Regions from separate parts of the Oryctolagus cuniculus genome. Here region 1 is linked to region 2. A link is a contact called in public Hi-C data. All regions are on one chromosome and are shown on one strand. The core of a region is the stretch at or near the end of the contact, and the rest is flanking DNA. Distances in the headings are between cores, read along the strand shown.

Evidence for each region. A called contact is a pair of places that touch in the nucleus more often than the background predicts.
Region 1: a contact with region 2 is called in a Hi-C map of an unstated tissue, with 2.3 times the contacts expected there. The contact joins the enhancer-like site here to the promoter of PDE3B in region 2. A contact is called at or near these places in 2 of 6 Hi-C or Micro-C datasets (liver and an unstated tissue).

What each region holds. Positions count from the first base shown.
Region 1 is chr1:51,630,238-51,634,472 of mOryCun1.1, forward strand. No RefSeq gene overlaps it. Among named protein-coding and RNA genes, the nearest start is that of PDE3B, 67 kb to the left of the region's middle. Within about 2 kb of position 2,309, at least 1 of the 8 cell types and tissues checked has an H3K27ac peak or open chromatin away from gene starts, as enhancers often do.
Region 2 is chr1:51,562,904-51,567,258 of mOryCun1.1, forward strand. It overlaps PDE3B (phosphodiesterase 3B), which reads right to left and starts at 2,515. Exons shown (of 16, transcript XM_002708827.5): 1 at 1,175-2,515. The coding sequence starts at 2,143.

The sequences.
Region 1 (4,235 bases), core at 1,059-3,558, 67 kb after region 2:
AACCAGTGTGTGGAAGTTTTCTCTCTCTCTCTCTCTCTCTCTCTCTCTCTCTCTCGGCCTTGTGGCATACTGTGTAAAACCATCACCTGTGATGCTAGCCCCATTCGGGTGCCGGTTCTAGTTCATGTCCCAGCTGCTCCACTTCCTATCCAGCTCCCTGATAATGGCCTGGGAAAACAGCAGAAGATGACCCAAGTTTTTGAATCCTGCCGTCCGTCCACGTGCGATGACCCAGATGAAGCTCTTCCTGGCTTTGGCCTGACCCAGAGCTGGCCATTTCAGCCATCTGGACAATGAACCAGAGATTGGAAGATCTCTGTCTCTCCCTCTCTCTCTCTCTCTGTAACTCTGACTTTCAAAAATAAATAAGTCTTTTTTTAAAAAAATAAAGCACAAAGAAAAAAATCCTTGTGTCATAGTAGGTAAAGCTACTGCCTGTAGCACTGGCATCCCATTTGGGTACCGGTTCAAGTCTCAGCTGCTCCACTTCAAATCCAACTCCCTGCTAATGGCCTGGGAAAGCAGAAGAAGATGGCCCAAGCATTTGGACCACTGATACCTATGTGGGAGACCTGGAAGAAGCTCCTGGCTCCTGGCTTCAGCCTGGGCCAGTCCCAGACACTGTGGCCATTTGGGGTGCCAGAGGATAGAAGATCTTTCTTTCTCTCTCTGTCTCTCCTCTGTGTCTCTGTAACTCTGACTTTCAAATAAAATAAATGTCTAAAAAAAAAAAAGAAGAAATCTTTAAAAAAAGAAAGAAAGGAAGGAAGGAAGACACATCAATATTCAGGCCATCATTTTACATTATCAGGAGGCATAGAGGGTGGTATCTGGGGTGAGGCTCAATTGAATATTCAAAGAGGGTAGAGTTTGGGGCAGAGCTTGAGTTCTCCCCATTTCCATATTTTTTTTTTGGGAAATCTTGGAACTGTCATGGCATCAGGTATGATAGGAGCAGGACTGCTGGCCATGGTAAGTTTACTACACGTTTATTAAAAGACATCACTGGGATACAGCCTGCAGCCATACTGGATATTTCCAGCTGATTCTAAGTTTGCAACATTGCAGAACTTGCACTTTCTGCTACACGGACATGGGGAGAGGGGAGCTGGTGATGGGTTTAGGCAATTCCCAGAAAGGGAGTTTTGAGTGGTGTACCGGAAGGGTTTGGATGTTTCAGATCAGGCTGTCATGTGGGTCAGCCAGGCTATCCTGTGAGAGCTGGACATGGCTGGTGCAATGGCTAGCCAGGGCTGGAGCTGCCATGCCTCAGGGCATGATACCACATAGGTCAGCTGGGGCTGTCAAACCTCAGCTCCTCCCTATTAGCTAACTATCTTCCCACATCACAGCCACAAGCCAAAGAATGTCCAGAGACACCAGAAGCTGGACAAAACACAAAAGTGTTCTCTCATAAAGGCTTTAGAAGGAGCATGGCCCTGCCAACACCTCGATTTCCAACTTGTAGTCTCCAGACTAATGAGAAAATAGATTTCTATTGGCTTTTTTTTTTTTTTTTGAGGGGAGAGTATTTATTTATTTGAAAGTTAGAGTTACAAAGAGAGGGGGAGAGAGTGAGATCTTCCATCTACTGGTTCAGTCCCCAAATGGCCTTAACAGCCAGGGCTGGGTCAGGCCGAAGCCAGTAGCTGGGAGATCCATCCAGATCTCCCATGTTGGGTGGCAGGGGCCCAAGCACTTGGGCCATCTTCTCCTGTTTTCCCATGTGCATTAGCATGGAGCTGGATCAGAAGTAGAGCAGGCAGGACACAAACTGGCACATATATGGGATGCTGGCGTCACAACAGCCATAACACTGGCTCCTCAATTTCTGTTGTATTCAGCCACCAAATTTATGATGCTTATTATGGTATCCCTAGAAAGTTAATCTGCCTTTCTAATAGATATGCTTAACAGTCAATTTTATGAGAGGAGATAATTTTCAAGGTGCTATAAAATGGTATAATGTGAATGAATTTAGGAAAAGCAACTTACTCCCTCTGAGCCAGCTTTTTCACCTAATTCCATCCTAACAGGATGTTGAGATGATTGAATGATATAAAATAAAACTACACAGAAGGCAACAGGCAAAAAGCAGGCACTCAAATATGTAGCCTTTTGAGAACAGGACCCAACACTTAGCACACAGACATCCTGGTGAAAATAGGCCTCCCGAGAGAGCTGGGATAATGAACATGCAAAACCTGTGCCTGAATCTGAAGCTCTTTTGCATGTAACCACTTAACACCATCTTGTGTCAGCTCTTGTTTCTCACCAACTAACCACTACCCTCTCCCCCAACCTTCTCCACTTCCTGTTTATGTAGATTGCTGCTTCCTGGCCAAGGAAACTGAATGGTTTCAGCCAGACTGCTTTTCCCCAGACCGGTGCCAAGAATACCTTCTTTGCACTCCTCTCATTCTGCTTTCTTCTTGTAGAAGAAACCATCACATTAGTGAACAGCAAACTGCTGCCCAGAGCTATCCCCAGTGGAGCAGTTGGTCCTCTTCCTGACTATTAGGTTAAACCAGAGAACAGTAACAACACATCAGGTATAACGTGTGTATCGAGAAATACAGCCATCCCTGCTAACTCCAGCTTCTTCAAGCTGTTGATACCAGTGCTTGTCTTACTCAGCCTTGCTAGTTGCAGTGCCTCCACCCACAGACCCAGCCCTGTCCTGTTTCTGTAAGTTCTCACCGAGGCCAGCAGGACTTGGTAGGTTAAACTCAACCAGAACACCAGGATGGGAGGTTGCAGAAACTATCTAAATTTGTAGTTGAGAGCATGAAGCACATATCTAGATCATCTGAAAGGTTTTTTCAAACAGACAAATAGACATTTGGAACTGGAGGGTAGGAACGCGTGTTTTGAAAAAAAAATTACTAGGTGAAAATTATTTTTCCCACAACTCCAGGATTATCATCCTTCACACAACAGGTAAGAATGTGGACTCTGGAACTTCCAATTCGGGCTTTGCCACTTATGAGCTGATGGCCTGTGCATGCAAATTAACCTCTCTATGTTTCAAGTCTCCTCATCTGTAAAACAATGGTAATCATATCTATCTCTAAATACAACTGTTGTGAGAAATGAATGACTAAATAAGTGTTTGCTATTGCCACCATTACCTTTTAAAAAAAAAAAAACTTTCAAAACATGCACAGAACTTTATTCATCTACTTAGATCTAACCTTCACATGGAGATTTGGCAAAATTCAAGTGCACAAAATGCATTTTCAAAATGTAATGTAAGCAAAGCTTTTCACATTTACACTGGCAGAAAACACAGAAAAACTAACAAGTCCCATTAGGGGGAGTTCAGATTTTTGTAATGACAAGAATTGTACAGTTTATTATTTTGAGACAATTGTTGAAGACATAAATATTTAAAATTTTCTAAGCAAGGTGCTTTAACAGTAAGAAATTTTAAAGTTGGAAAAAGCTGGTAACTAGGTTCATAGCTCATACAGAATTCCAAATTAAATTAGCTCCCTAGATTTTGCAAACAATGCTATTTTAAAATTTTTTATCTTTTCTTTTTTTAAAAAAGATTTATTTATTTATTTGAAAGGTAGATTTACAGAGAGAAAGAAGGAGAGACAGAGAGAGAGAGAGATCCTCCATCTGCTGGTTCACTCCCTAAATGGCCACAACAGCTAGGGCTGTGCCAGGCCTAAGTCAGGAGCCAAGAGCTTCTTCTGGGTCTTCCACATGCAAGCAGGGGCCCAGGAACTTGGGCCATCTTCTGTTGCTTTCTCAGGCACATTAGCATGGATCTGGATTGGAAGTGGAGCAACCAGGACTCGAATCAGCTCCCATACGGCAAGCCATGGCTTAACTTGCTGTACCACAGTGCTGGTCACTAAACAATGGTTTTTTGTAACACTGACTTTTGTTGTTTTTATTCCCCTGCTGGTGCAAGAGGAAGTTGGTTACAAGATGGAATGCCTGAATTAGTGATCTGAAGATGAGACAGGTAGAGGTGATAGCAGGAGTCACAGTATGATAGTGAAAGTGGGTGGCAGAGATGGAGTGGAGGAAAGATCGTCATTGGAAGGAGACTACTTGGAATGGTGTTGAAGCATGTCCTCTCTTGGGCTGGAGCACCTGGATTTAGATTTTGCCTTCAGTGCTGTAAGGAAGCACAACCACGAGCAGACTCCTTAACTGTTTCCTCATCTGTGAAATGGAGAAGATAATAACAGTGACCTGTGCTACGGGGCAGTCATGGA
Region 2 (4,355 bases), core at 1,265-3,764:
TAGTCAGTGCCTAGTATCTCACAAAATCAAGGTGGTAGCCTGTAGACTATTCTGAAAAGATTACAACAGATGAAAAGAGAAAGAGAGAGAGAGAGGTAAGTGCCTCAGGTGTAGTCAGGACAAGAAACTTGTTTCCAACATACTGGGTCCCAGTGTAAAACATGCCACTAATCAAAAAATTCTGGAAAAAAATGGTAAACACTCCTACACTTACCCTTTTAGTTTCACAGAACACAACACTGAGAACTCAATATTGTAATCAAACCCCCAGGACTACCACTTACTAGATGTGTGAAGTTGGGTAGTCTCTAAAAGCTGCAATTCACTCACCTCTAAACTGAGGCTAATGTCATCTACCAAGCATGATGCCTGTGAGGATTTGAGACAACATATGTAAAGCATTTTCCACTGAGCTTAGTGAATATTAACTATGCTTACTGAACCTTGTGGTGATGTCGAACAGGTAAATCTCCCAATGCTATATAAAGACATAAGTTCATTCCCTGATGATTTCAATTCTTTACAAAAATTTTAAGTCTCTGAAGAAAAAAAAAACGCTTTTGACAACTTTCCAGACATTACTAAGCTTAAGCTGTTAAAAATTACCCTAATTTTGCAACAAATACACACAACACAGTGAGTTAGTGTTGAAAAAATACACACACACACACACACACACTCACACAACTCTAGCAGGCTATATGGCTGGCTTTCTGTCTGAACGACTGAGTCTCAGTTCCAAACTGTTCTTTCCAGGTGACGCTCTCAGATTCCCCCCTCGATTATCATCACTGGCGAAAACTCCCACAGTCTCCCCTCAGGCTGAAGGCCGCACGCTCCGCTGGGGCAGATACCACCAGCAAAGTGATACTGGCACCAAACAAGAGCGTGCCCGCCTCATTCCTCTGAGAAGCAGCCCCCCCACCCCCATTACATACACAAAGTCGCTTAAAATGCAGCCTGCTTAGGGGGCTATTTCAGGGCCACTCAAAGGACAAAACTTGCTTCTGCGTTCTGCAAACGCTTCCTGTAATTGAGGAATCCCTTCCAGGATAAAACATGACTTCCTCCCCTTTGCTCCCACTTCCAAGACGCTCCCTGCACTCGCGCACCGCAGCGCCAAGGCCGACGGCGCGCTCGCCCCCGGGCGGCCCCGACTCCCGGGCCAACATACCTGCTCTCTGGAAATACAAGGCAACGACGGTCGGCGGAACATCTTGCCACTGCCATAGTAACTGGCGCCGCTCTCTCCCAGCGAAACGCAGCTGGACCTCCGCCGGGGTCGTATCACAGGCACTTTTTCGTCCACGGCGCTGGCCAGCCGAGGATGGAGAGGCGCTTCCCTGATCTGAAAGAAGTGATCCAACCCCAGGGCCAGCAGACAGCCTGCGCTCCCGACCAGGCAAGAGAGCAGCGGCCGAAGGACCGAAGGCAGCGAGCCCAGGCTGGTGACGGAGACCCACCAGACGCAGCTGGCGAAGAGCAGCAGCGCCGGGATGCTGTGGCGGAGCCTCGCAGGCTGTGCGAGCGTCAGCAAACCCACACAGCTCAGCACCAACACCAACCTGCCCGCCACCGCTGGGGGCGCGTGCGGGCCGGGGGTCTCGGCCCCCCACGGCCAGGACCACCACGGCCACCCCAAGAGGTCCCCCAGGTAACAGCAGGCGGGCAGCGCAAGCACCCACCAGGAGCCGCCGCCTGGGCCCAGGTCGGGGCCCCGCTGGGTCCGAGTCAGGAAGCAGGTGAGGAAGAAGAAGGCACAGGCGATGCTGAAGAGGGGGCTGAGGCTATGCGAGCACACGCTCAGCAGCGTCCGCAGCTGGGCGGCCCCGGTAACCCAGCTCTCGGGCCCCGCGCCGAGCAGCCCGGCGAGGACAAAGGCGGCCAGGGCGCCCAGCGAGAGGCGCGCCCGGGAGAAGCGGGAGCCGTGCCGCGGCTGCTGGGGAGAGGCCGGCGCCGGCGGCGGCAGCTCCACGTTGCAGAAGCGGCAGAGGTGGAATAAGAAGCCGCGCGGAGGGTCCTGCCGCAAGGGGCTCACGCAGCTCTTCACGTAGCCGTTCCTCAGACTCCCGGGGGGCGAGCCGGCCCCGTCCGGCGGCTGCGGGTACCGCATGGCTTTGGCGTCTCGCTCCTCTCCCCTCATGGCCAGGGGTGGCCGCGGGGCTCAGCACGCCCAGCTCGGACTGCAGACAGCCGCTCGCGCTCCCGGACCCCCGCCACCGAGTTCTGGGCGCCCCCCGGCTCGTAGCGCGTCAGAGCTGCGCCCGTCGCCGCGGCCCGGGGTCTCCGCCGCGCGGGCCGAGGAGCGACAGAGTCCGCGACATGCTGGCTCAGGAGAGCGGCGGAAGGGGCTTCTCTCCGGGACCGCGTCGGCTGCCGTCTCCTTTTCCCTCGGGCAACTCTGGGGACTGAAGACTCGGTGTCGCCTCCCAGCTCCCGTTGGCTGCAACAGTTAACCTCACGGCCCCAGCCTGGTCCGTTGGGCGCGCGAGCGGCAAGCGGGCGCTCCTCCCCCGCGGCAGCTCCGGCCGGGCACGCGCCCTGCCCGCCGTCCGCGCGCGCCCGCGTCTGGCCCGCCAGCACCGGCGCCCGCCGCCACCAACAGGGACGCGAGATCGGGACCCCGCCGAGTGTGTGAGTGTGGGGCAGGAGAGTGCGGCCGTGGTAGTCCGGGGGCCGGCTGGGGCTGGGAGAGACGACGGGGTCGTCATCGGATGGGAAGGGCAAACCCGCCAACCTGGGACCCCAGACACGCAGGGTGTTTTGAGGGGAAGTCAGAGGTGTCTAGCCAGGCTCCGACAGGTCACCACTGGGGTCTTGGGGAAAGAGAGGACGTTTGTGATCCCCAAAAGGAGTGCCTAGTGGGGATACCGAGCCCAGAGTGGGAGGGGCTGCCTCTAACCTCAGCCCAGTTCGGGGTGGGCCCTGGGACTGTGTGAGCAGAGCTGTGACCAAGTGAGGGCCCGTCATCACCAAGGCCACAACCCAGAACCTCTAATCACGGTGGGTAGGTATGGCCCCAGCTGCAACGTGTTTCCTTGAGCCACGCAGCAGGCCCAAAATCCCTGCAGTGGCCCTTAGGGAGGGTGCACGTGGCGGGCACTCTGGAAACATCCAAATCTTGCTTCACAGGCAAGGAACTGACGTCACGTCCTCCACCTTCCACCCTTGCCATACATACGCAATGGTCAGTCTAGTTCCCCTCTAACATGGCCTGTAAGATTTGCTGTTGCAAATGTCCTTTCCAAATTGAAAGCTTTTTCACTATAACAGCAAGTTCTAGAGAGGGGGGATAGGAACATTAGGTGTTCTCGCCAAGACCACTCCTCAGCTGTGATCCATTGCCCTTCAAAAGCCAAGTAAGATGCTATCTGTAAAGTAGTGGTGAAACTAGCAACGTTAGGAAATGCTGACTTCAAAGTGAGAAGAACGTTGCAGTACCAAAGGGACTGCTCTGGAATCGCACCAATCATAACTGCCTTAGAGGGTGAACTGTGTTTCCCTCCACCGAAACTCCCTCCAGCCTCATGACAGAACTGCATTTCTCAAAAAGCTAATTCCACATTTTTCCAGGGAGATGAGAAACCTTACTGTGTGGTAAATCCCACAAACAGGCCCATTTTTCACCAATTAATCTCTGCCCACAGCCATGACCTAACACACCATTTTCATATATGGTCAGAGTTCACATACATAGCAGAAATCACTGTGAAATTAGCTCAAGAATTTGATCAAGAGACACGCATACAAACAAAAACAATTACCAGCTTCCTTTCCTTTTCTATACATTGAATAAAAGAAAAAAATAGTTTTCTAATTTATAAACCAAATGCTTTCCTAAAAGGTAAAGAGTCCATCAAGGGCCGGTGCTTCGGCTCAATAGACTAATCCTCCACCTTGCGGCGCTGGCACACCAGTTTCTAGTCCCGTCGGGGCGGCAGATTCTGTCCCAGTTGCCCCTCTTCCAGGCCAGCTCTCTGCTGTGGCCTAGGAGTGCAGTGGAGGATGGCCCAAGTGCTTGGGCCCTGCACCCCATGGGAGACCAGGAGAAGCACCTGGCTCCTGGCTTCGGATCAGTGCAGTGCGCGGGCCGCAGCGCACCAGCCGCAGCAGCCATTGGAGGGTGAACCAACGGCAAAGGAAGAACTTTCTCTCTCTCTGTCTCTCTCACTGTCCACTCTGCCTGTCAAAAAAAAAAAAAAAAAAAGAGTCCATCAAAGCTTTCTTCCACTATGACAATAACATGTATAAACCTCACTAACACCAGATGAAGACTGAGTATGAAACTTTAAAATTTTTATTTATTAAATTTGAGAGGCAGAGAGTGACTCCCACCTGCTAATTTACTCCTTAAG